3 separate regions of the Mus musculus genome follow, and all the other regions are linked to region 2. Evidence: chromatin contacts called from public Hi-C data. All regions are on one chromosome and are shown on one strand. Each heading gives the region's core, a stretch centred on a gene start, on an enhancer-like site or on the middle of the called end of the contact. The rest is flanking DNA. Distances are from core to core; before and after follow the strand shown. Region 1 has its middle 10 kb from the start of Bnip3. Region 2 overlaps Jakmip3 (janus kinase and microtubule interacting protein 3). Region 3 overlaps Gm32486 (a long non-coding RNA gene).

Region 1 (3,582 bases), core at 592-3,091, 150 kb before region 2:
AGCGGACAGAGAGGAGAAGGAAGGAAGATGGAGAAAGAGAAAGACAATCCAGATTCTGTGTGGCTTTAAAATATCATAAAAGGGCCGGGCATGGTGGCTCATGCCTTTAATCCCAGCACTCGGGAGGCAGAGGCAGGCAGATTATTTCTGAGTTCGAGGCCAGCCTGGTCTACAAAGTGAGTTCCAGGACAGCCAGGGCTAAAGAGAAACCCTGTCTCGAAAAACCAAAAAAAAAAAAAAAAAAAAAAAAAAAAATCATAAAAGGAAAGAATACTTGAGATAACATCTAATCTAGGCGGGCAGCTTGTATCATTATCAATTGGCTCTGAAATTATTGTGTGGGCATCTTGTGAATTGAGAATTTATTGATATATAAATCTGACTGATTAATTATAAGCTTCTAGAGTTTTGATTTACTGATTAAGGGAATTTGTGATAACTAGCCTAGGGGGTGGATGCTGAGAAGGTACAAGAGGCTCTGAGGCAGGCAATCCGGAACCTGGGGCTGGCTTAGAGGTGGCAAGACCGTTGGGGACAGAGAGCAGCTGTGTATTGCGTGGGATGATACCATTTTTTATTACGTCCCACAACACATAAGCAATACACATATGTGATGTGCGTACATGCATACAGGCAAAACACCCATGTGCACATAAAATAAAACTTTTTAAGGAAGGGGGCCCTGGAGAAATGGCTCAGCAATTTAAAAACTTGCTGCTCTTACTGAGGACTCCAGTTTGGTTCCCAGGACCAGATCAGATAGATCATAAATCACCTACAACTCTAATCCAAGAGGACCCTGCACCCATATGGCACACGCTTACATAGACATAGACACACCAAAAAGTGATTTAAAAATAATAAAAAGGGCTGGTGAGATGGCTCAGTGGGTTAGAGCACCCGACTGCTCCAGAGTTCAAATCCCAGCAACCACATGGTGGCTCACAACCATCCGTAACGAGATCTGACTCCCTCTTCTGGAGTGTCTGAAGACAGCTACAATGTACTTACATATAATAAATAAATAAATCTTTTAAAAATAAATAAATAAATAAATAAATAAATAATAAAACTAACCTTCACAGTAGCCCTCTCTGATAAACAGTGCACTTTTCCTGTATAAAGAGCCAGAATAATACTGAGGGTTTGCATGGCCACACTGGCCATGGCCTAATAATTACATAGTGAGGACCCAAGCAAAAAGAAGATAGGGTGTATGAGCCAAAGGTGGCAGAAGTGACAAATGTGACTTTGACCCAGCTGGGAGAAGTCCCGGGGCATTGGGGAGAAGGGGTTATAAAGAGGATGTTTATTTCTCTGTAGTGAAATAAACCAGAGGTGGGAACCTGAAATGAATTCAGCCCCTGCTGGCTGTTAGCAGGAGTTCTGCCTCTGATGTGGAGGTAGGAAGGGCAGTTCAGCTCCAAGGAGCCCTCTGAGTGGCTTCCGCCTTGCCTTTCTGGCAGGAGCCTCCTGCATCAGGCTGTACTGACCACTCTGTTCTGCCTCCTTCCCTCCTCTAGGAAAACACCCACTTTTCCAGGAATTCACAGTGACGCCTATGCCACGCCAAGTTATTTTTAGAAACTGGCGTGATGAAATCTTCAGAATTGTAAACAACATGCACACGCTTTAGGTCCCAAGTGTACTTGTGCAGCGTCCCAGTTGGCTGCAAAGTGAGATCCCCGGGGAAGGAAAGCAGCGTGTACTTTGATAAAAGCCTGAACTGTACTCGCCAGAGAACGTTCAAAACAGGAAGCAGCTCAGGCTCCGAGAGTCAGGCACAGCCGAGCTGGGGCTGGACAGTATCCCCAAGGACCGTCAGGGTGCGCTGGGCTGTGGCCGCCGCTGTTGTTTGTCCTTGGTCGGTCGGTGAGGCAATAGCTCCAGGCCTGCTTCACAGAGATTGCAGAAGTGGAGTAACAGGTCAGGTGGCCTGAGACCAACATGCCAACAACTGTCTCAGGACGAAACGTGCCCAACAGCACTCTGTCGTGTAGCCTCTCAGGGCACACGCCCATACCCATGCCCGTAGCCATATCGCCACTTGGTGGTCCTGGCGCGAGGAAATGGGAGGAGACTATCTTAAGGAAGAAAGGGCTTTTATAGGGAGGAAAGGTAGATACAAGGTGGCTGTGAGCCAGAAGATGGCACTAGGCAGTCGCCAGCCCCAGTGAAAGTGTCTCTTTTTTCCTCTTTCTGGAACATTTCAATTGACCTTGATCTCTTGAGGCAAGTTTCTGTCATTCCTTTTTACGTTTGTTTGTCTGCTTGCTTGATTTCTTGTCTCACTTTTTTTGTTTGTTTGTGACAGTATTAATATATAACCCAGTTGATCTTGAACTTGCAATCAGTCTTCTTGCTTCAGCTTCCAGAGTGCCAGGATCACAGTCATGTCTCACCGTGCCGGCTCAGGAAGAATTGCCTTTTTGTTTGTTTGTTTGTTTGTTTGTTTGTTTGTTTGAAATAGGACAGGAGCTCTTGTATCCCAAAATGGTCACGAATTCACAACGTAGTGGAGGATGACTTTGAACTTCTGATGCTCCTACCTCTACCTACTGAGTACTGGGATCAGAGTGTGACCACACCCAGTACATGGGGTGCTAGGGCATCAAACCAGGGCTTTGTTGATGCTTGGTTACTACACTCTACCACACTCCTAGCCCTGTCATATGCTTATTTTACAAAGACAAACTTTTCAGTTTTGTAGAAAGAGTAAGCATCAAGGAGAAAGATTTTCCAAATGCCCCTGACCACCCCCTACACACACACACATACACACACACATGCACATACACACACATACACACACATGTACACATACACACACATACATACACACACATAAATACACATACACACACATAAATACACACATACATACACACACATGTACACATACACACACATACAAACACATACACACACACATACACATACATACACACATACATATACACATACACACACACACACACACACACACACACACACACACACACACACACGTACACACGAGTTCCTCTATCAGGATCCTCACCAGAGCGTTTTTCTTTGTTAAACCACACAACTATGGAGTCACCAGTGGACCTGTGGTCCATGTTGCTTTTGCTGCCTGCTCTCTGGACCTGACTCATGCAGAATGGATTACCGTGTTAAGTCCCTGCCCTCTGTCTCAACATCCCACCCCCTGGTAACACCACTTTTTTTTTTTTCCTTTCTCTACAGACTTATCTTTTCCAGAATGGCACCGATAGGAGCCTACAGCATAACTTTTTCAGTCTGGCTTCTCTCAGTATTTGTTTTGTTTGTTTGTTTGTTTATGTTAGAAAGGGTCTCACTATGTAGCCCCGCCTAGTTTGCAACTCATGTAGATCCGGTTGGCCTTGAACTCACAAAGATTGGCCTGTCACCACTTCCTTGGTGCTGGAATTAAAGGTGTGTGCCATCATGCTCAGCCTAGACATGTATTCTCTGTTTTATATTCAAGATTTTTTTTCATGGGTATGGGTAAGTGTTATGCCTACATGCATGTCCATCTGTACCTCAGATGCATGAAGTGGACATGGAAGAGGACGCCGG
Region 2 (3,196 bases), core at 182-2,681:
ATTTGGGTTAGCATTGTTGCCCTAAGCTTGGGGGTTTTCATGAAACCTCTTGCACCTACCCTGTCCTTGCCTGTCCTCCAGCTGGCCACGACCCCTCTCTATAGGATCATGGTTCATTTCTTTCCAGACAAGCTAAAACTCTTCTTTTTCTTTTTCTCTTTCTTTTTCTTTTCCTTTTTCTTTTTCTCCTCTTTCTCTTTCTTTTTTTCTCTCCTGTTTTTTTTCTGATTCCCCTTTCCTTTTCAGTTTTTATTTTTGTTCTTGTTTTTCTCCCTAGCTTTCATTCTCTGGTCATAGCTGTTCTTGGCACACTGAACTGGTGAGTACATCAGAGGCTGGCACTTTCTGGTGAAGGTCCTGCTCCTTCTTATGGGAGACACTGGTATACCCTGTTGCCTGGGCAGCTGCCTGCTTCCCCCCCCCCCAGGAAAGCAGAAAGGCAACTCCTGGGTCTTCCAAAAGCTCCGTGTAAAGCTACCCCCCTCCCCCAGAAACCAGAAACCCTTCTCCAGGCACTGGGCCCATGAGAGGGTATAAGGCATGCTCATGACCGGCACCCAGTGCCAAAGTCAGTGTTCACTAGACAGTAGAAGGTGGTTTTGTAATTTTCCTGTGTCCTCTGTAGCTCAGGTTTCATGTCCCCAAGTTACTGGGTCACCCACAATCATGGAAATGGTACGAGTGTAGAGCCAGTGCCCTGGCTGTAGACAAAGGCCACACTTGGTCACCACTCTCTGCTCAAGTGTATTATGTCACACTTGGGACATATTGACACTGTTCATCTCAGGGCCCTGGCCCTGATATCCAGAGGGTGCAGAGAGATCTCTCTCAGGGGAACAGCAGTTGTATCTGCCATCTCTTTTCATCCACTAACTCCTGTGCTCTTCTCCCCCCCCCGCCCCCCCCCCCAGCCCTCTGCAAAGGCAGACCTTTGTCCTCTAATGGGACCAGAGAGCAGCAGGTGCCAGAGAAAGTGTGGAGAATTGCACTTCAACACTGAAGACTTGCGAGTGTTTGGGCTCTGTGCCCCGCCCTGTGGAGGATGAGGGCAAAAGCACTGTGACCTGCAGCTACTGTCCACTTGGGGTGAGCCAGGACTGGAACTGGTCTTGCTGACTAGTGCTTCTCCAGGAGAGGTCTAGCTTTGACTGCTGGTGACTTTCAGCCCAGAGAGTAGGCCCCACCCCAATCACACCAATGTGTAATGTTCCCTGCCGTGCAGGGGTAAGAATTGCTCCCGTGCTGGAGCCCACACTGGACACCCACCTCGTTCCCATAGTGACCATCAGTACTCTTGGAAGAAGATCTCAGAACTGCCCAGACTTGCCCCTAGTGGCAAGATGAAGGCTGTGGTCTCAGTGGTGACCCTGGGTGTCACACTGTGGTTACTCACTGTGGCCCTGAGCACTTGATGCTGAACAGACCCCAAGCCCAACCTTGTTCTGTCACACTGGTGTCTCTGTGAGGACAGCTGAGTCATGACCTCCCACCGGCCTCCTACCCTGTACTCCCAGACACAAAGGCTAGAATCCTATCCCCGGCTGCTGGTCAGGAACACAGTGGAAAGATCAGAGAAGAGGCCAGGGAGCATATGGGATGAGTCTGCAGAGGCCTGGCCCTGAAGAGTGTGGATCAAAGCACAGCCAAAGTATGGTGGAGTTGTGGCCCTCCTAGCCTGGAAGACCCCCAGCAGGTGGGCCTAGCCTGAGAACCTCAGGTGGCAAGGGCAGGTGACGAAGGTAGCTGAAGATGGCCTCGTCCACAGCCTGTGCACATAAGAAATGGTCCAGAAGAGAAGGTGAAGACAAGATGCTCCTAAGGGACCATCAGCCTCAGAAGGTAGCCACAGTGCAGTGGCCTACAGGTAGGTGGCAACATCTGCCCACTGGGGGCAGCCTTCCTTTCTGCACTATTTGAAGCCTTTTAGCTTAATTTAATGTGCCTTTTGAGATATGAACGAGGTCTCCCCTGCCAGAGGAGCCTGAGTGGCTATGTGGGCAAAAGGCTGGAAGCCTCCTGAATCCATTTCTAGATGTAACCCACAGATATGGGCTACATACTGTCCCTGTTCCTTCTAACTCAGATGTCTGCGCTCTCTGAGGAAGCTACCATGGCTAGTGCACTCCAGCTCCACCTTGCTGCTTGCAAAACTGAGACAGAAGCTTTCTATTTCATCTGTGATCAGACCCCTCACATAGTGGGAGCTTCCCTGATGCCCCCACACACATAGTGGGAGCTTCCCTGATGCCCCCACACACATAGTGGGAGCTTCCCTGTGCCCCGCACATAGTGGGAGCTTCCCTGTCCCCCTCACATAGTGGGAGCTTCCCTGTCCCCTGTACAGTGGTGAGCTCAAATGAACACAGGGTACCCTCCTCCCCATCTCTACAGACTGGAAGCTCATCCCTGTGATACAAAATGCTCCATCCTGCCCAGTTCCCACTGAAGATGTCAGAAGCAGCAACAGTGTGGGCAAAACCAATCCACTACACATATAACACAAATTGAGCCCAGTGCCTGGCACATTAGAGAAAAGTTCTCTACTCTTGAGCTATATGCCTAGCCTTTCTTACCTTCTATTTTCAATCAGTGCTCCATTAAGTTACCCAGAACTCACTCTGAACCCCAGGGGTGAACACTGTGTTCCTGATGACTCGACCTTCCAAGTAGCCAGGAGGACAGCCCTAGCTATACTGTGGGTAGAACAGATTCCATGACAAGATGGTCCTGTTGGCTCCAGGCCCTGGGACAAATCAAGAGTTTGGTCCCCTCTGGGCCACACCCAGACCATTGTGAGAGGAGGTGACTGAGGAAAAGGCTCCCCAGATCTGCTCTGAGGCTCACTGGGAATTGGGAAAACACTGGGTGTGTGCATCTCTTGGGATATGGAGGCCTGGGGCAGCTTCCTCTGAGGGATGGAGCTTGCCCAGTTTAGGGAAGGGTACAGAAATTCCAAGTCCTCACACCCAGGGTTACCTACAGCTTGCAGTGGGGTGTTGGCTCCAGTGTGGCCCGTTCAGCAGAGACATCCCACCACCTAAGAATGTCGTGTGGTTTCCTTGTAAGTGGTCCTGGTGAGGCCGCCTGTCCTGCCACTGACAGAGCAGAGCCTAGAACTTACCAGGGAGCGTGGTGGAACCTATTGCTGAGCATGGGGGACAGAAGTTTATGAAGGCAGGGGTGGGAGCTTAGAGGA
Region 3 (3,619 bases), core at 745-3,244, 230 kb after region 2:
CCTCACACTGGCTGCCAAGTGATGCTCAATGCCAACTGCATCTGTAGCAGGTACCTTTGTGAGGCCTGGAGACACCCTATCCCTGGAGGATAGTGGAAACAACAAGTGCAGGGTCTCAGGAATGTGAGATCAGGGTGTTACCCTGCCAGCCTGTGAAATGAGTGCTGAAAGGAAAGGACATTTTATGATCTAATATTAATTTTTCCTCAAAAACAAAAACAAGCCAAAACGTGCCAGCTAGTATTTGGTCACTGTGACAAAGTCCAGGAGACAATGAAGGAAGTAAAGGTTTACCCTGGCTCACAGTTTCAGGGGTTCCAGTTCAAGGTGGGTTAGCTCTGTGGCTTTGTCAGCTGAGAGCATCATGGCTGGTGTGTGTGTGGCAGAGATCCCTGCTTACTCTATAGGTGCCAAGAAGCCGAGAGCAAGAGGAAGGGACTAGGGTGCTAATAACCCCTTCAAAGGCACAGTCAGTCCTCTGCTCTATGTCTAGTTAGTCCCTTCTCCTAAGACTCCATGATCTCACTGGAGCACCAAACTGAGGACCAAGACTTCACCACACAGTCACAGAGGAGTCAGCTAAGGCTCAAGCTACAGTAGTGTGAGAACTCAAGTAGCACAGAAAGTTAAGGGGAGAGCTGTTGAGATCCCCCATGGCCCCCAAGCACAGCAGCGTCCTCCTCCAAGCAGTGCATGCTCGGCTGCAGAGCTGCTGGTGTAGCCCTGGCTGTCCTAGTACTTTCCCTATAGATCAGGCTGGCTTCAAACTCAGAGATATGCCTGAGTCTGTCTCTTTTTCCCAAGTGCTGGGATTAAAGGTGTGTGCCACCATTGCCTGGCTTGGGTACCGCACTTTAAATGAGATCGGATTTGTTTCCATCTCTCTCCCCTCCCTGGATTATGTTGTTCCTGCTTCTGACTCACACCTTGGTGGATGGATGTGACTTCTGATGTTCTCTGTAGCCCCAGTGAAACCGAATCAGGACAATGTCAAGCAGTGGAAGACCAGACAACTAAATCTCGGGGGTCACAAATAGCACAAGCAAAAGAATGACATCTAGCCGGGCAGTGGTGGCGCACGCCTTTAATCCCAGCACTTGGGAGGCAGAGGCAGACGGATCTCTGAGCTCGAGGCCAGCCTGGTCTACAAAGTGAGTTCCAGGACAGCCAGGGCTACACAGAGAAACCCTGTCTCGAAAAACAAAACACAAAACAAAACAAAACAAAACAAACAAACAAAAAAAAAGAATGACATCTAGAAACTGCAATCTGGAGATTGAAGACATTCATTGGAATAACTTAAAAGGCTACTCATCTGGGCAAACAGTGCTTGCCTACAGTCCCAGCACTAAAGAGGCTGAAGGGGGAGGGGTGTGAGTTCAAGGCTAGCCTGGGCTACATGTTAAAAGCAAAATCAAGGTGAGCCTGGGCTACATGTCAAAAGCAAAACCAAGGTTAGCCTGGGCTACATGTCAAAAGCAAAACCAAGGCTAGCCTGGGCTACACGTCAAAAGCAAAACCAAGGAACTCATCAAATGCCGTCAGAAGCTTGGGGAAGAAGGCAAATTCAAAATGAAACGTGAACCCCACTCTCCCTTGTCCTGGGCTTCTTTATAAAACCTATTTTCTTATTTAAAAAGGAGTCCACACCTCTTATAAATGCAATCACAAAGCACCAGTGGAAAACGTGTCCTGAGCCACCGTTAATGTCTGGCACATGCAGAAACTATCCTAGTTCACCCTGATCAAGATTTCTCAGGAAAGTTTGCAGGCACAACACATGCATACTCGTGTGTGTGTGTGTGTGTGTGTGTGTGTGTGTGTGTGTGTGTGTGTGTGTTCACAGATGCACACATGTACATTTTTAACTGTTACAACTGTTAGAACCAAATGGCTCTAGAGATGAGGTACTGAGGCTCTATCCAGACACGCCCTTTCTGCTGGCAAGAACAGTGGAGCTGGGGGAGGCAGCGGGGAGAAGGCAGAGAGCAGAAAGCAGGAGATCCTTTATAGGCAAGGGACATCGGAAAGGGACTGGATGGTATGCTGGAACAGAGCAGCCTGGGACAGGAAGGTCCTTGTCTCTTCTTGAGCTGTGGTTGGGTGTAAGATGAGATGTTTAAAGAGATAAGGAAGAACCAGAACTATTCTGGAATCCCAGGAGAGATTTGGGGGATGGTACAAGTCTGCACGGCTGCTCCCGTGATGCCCCTCCAACAGGGCTGGCATGCTCACTTGCAACCTATTTCTTCATGGTTAGTTTCTTCCTATGGCATTTCTCCACAAAGTCACAGGCACTGACATCAAGTCCACATGGATACTCAGGGGAGCCACCAAGGAGAGAGGACTGTATCTTAGTGAGAGCGATATATTGGCTCAGCTCTTCCAATGAGTTCTTAGCAAAGAGCAGGGCACTGTTAATAATACTGTAAAAGTTCTGACATTAATGACAGATTTTTATTGTAAGCACCTTGTCCTAGTCACTGTTCTATTACTGTGAAGAGACACCACGACCAAGGCAACTCTTATAAAAGAAAGCATTTAACTAACGGGTGGCTGTCGTATAGTTTCAGAGGGCTCACCATGTTAGGGAGCACGGTGGCAAGCATTGTGCTGGAACAGTATCTGAAAGCTACATCCTGATCTGCGAGCATGAGAGAGAGAGAGAGAGAGAGCGAGAGAGAGAGAGAGAGAGAGAGAGAGAGAGAGAGAGAGGACAAGAGTGAGCAAGCTGGCATGGACTTTTGAAATCTCAAAGCCCACCCTCAGTGACACAGCTCCTCCAACAAGGCCACACCCACTCCACACTTCCTAATCCTTCTCAAACAGTGTCACTCCCTGGTGACTAAACACACACTACTTTGGTTTTTTGTTTGTTTTGTTTTGTTTTGTTTTGTTTTGTTTTGTTTTGTTTTGTTTTGTTTTGTTTTGTTTGAGATAGTGTCTCACATAGCTCAGGCTGGCCCTGAACTCTCTGTGTGTCAGAGGATATCCTTGAACTCTCAATACAGCTACCTTTACTTCTCATTGATAGTTCTATAGGCATGAGCCACCATATTTTACACCCAATTACACCCAATTACACAAAATACAATTATTTTGTGTAGTGCTAGGGACCTAACCCAGAGCTTTGTGCATATTAGGTCATTGCTCTACTGAGTTACAGACACAGCACTCAAGCACCCCTTTTAATGTTTAATTTTTTTCTTTAAAGCTAAGATATAGGGACTTTAGTGGTGTTAAAACCATAACCAAAAGCCGTTAGCCTCTGTCCTAGGACCTGGCTGCCTTGAGCTGAAAACAAGTCAGACAAGCAGGCGCTCTTTGGCAGCCGTGGAGACAGCTCTCACTAGATGCCCTGAATGCTTCACAGATACCCAAGGAAGTTGTACTGCAACCACGGCTGCTTGTCGCCAAAGTACCACACCAGTTCAAGAAGGTAGTATTCTGGTCAAAACTGCCCCAAAGAGCTTGTTCTAGACGTTTGCTTATCACAAGCCTCAGTGAACTCTAGAAACCATTTTCCTTGTGGCCCAGCAGTAGGACTGCAAGTGGGGCAAACATAATATTTAATTTGCATAACATCACTGCACCCCTTTCTGACTAGGTAAGCAAGCTG

The links. A called contact is a pair of places that touch in the nucleus more often than the background predicts.
Region 1: a contact with region 2 is called in a Hi-C map of the N1E-115 cell line, with 5 times the contacts expected there. The contact joins two enhancer-like sites. A contact is called at or near these places in 1 of 39 promoter capture datasets (3T3-L1-derived adipocytes), 5 of 484 Hi-C or Micro-C datasets (ECoMG myeloid progenitors, the N1E-115 cell line, embryonic stem cells and 1 more) and 1 of 9 other capture datasets (liver).
Region 3: a contact with region 2 is called in a Hi-C map of the N1E-115 cell line, with 2.2 times the contacts expected there. The contact joins two enhancer-like sites. A contact is called at or near these places in 5 of 15 datasets of contacts at CTCF or cohesin (embryonic stem cells, large pre-B cells, pro-B cells and 1 more), 49 of 484 Hi-C or Micro-C datasets (the AML12 cell line, B cells, the C2C12 cell line and 23 more), 11 of 115 datasets of contacts at active chromatin or transcription factors (the HPC-7 cell line, acute myeloid leukemia, differentiating embryonic stem cells and 4 more) and 1 of 9 other capture datasets (embryonic stem cells).

The regions. Positions count from the first base shown.
Region 1 is chr7:138,917,855-138,921,436 of GRCm38.p6, forward strand. No RefSeq gene overlaps it. Among named protein-coding and RNA genes, the nearest start is that of Bnip3, 10 kb to the left of the region's middle. Within about 2 kb of position 1,842, at least 284 of the 459 cell types and tissues checked have an H3K27ac peak or open chromatin away from gene starts, as enhancers often do. A contact at or near this core is called in the N1E-115 cell line, where this site is marked.
Region 2 is chr7:139,064,395-139,067,590 of GRCm38.p6, forward strand. Jakmip3 (janus kinase and microtubule interacting protein 3) reads left to right here. Exons shown (of 20, transcript NM_028708.2): 18 at 247-319; 19 at 912-1,864. The coding sequence ends at 297. Among named protein-coding and RNA genes, the nearest start is that of Dpysl4, 20 kb to the right of the region's middle. Within about 2 kb of position 1,432, at least 9 of the 459 cell types and tissues checked have an H3K27ac peak or open chromatin away from gene starts, as enhancers often do. A contact at or near this core is called in the N1E-115 cell line, where this site is marked.
Region 3 is chr7:139,289,892-139,293,510 of GRCm38.p6, forward strand. The region is part of intron 2 of Gm32486 (a long non-coding RNA gene); the gene reads right to left. Among named protein-coding and RNA genes, the nearest start is that of Gm32486, 5.2 kb to the right of the region's middle. Within about 2 kb of position 1,995, at least 2 of the 459 cell types and tissues checked have an H3K27ac peak or open chromatin away from gene starts, as enhancers often do. A contact at or near this core is called in the N1E-115 cell line, where this site is marked.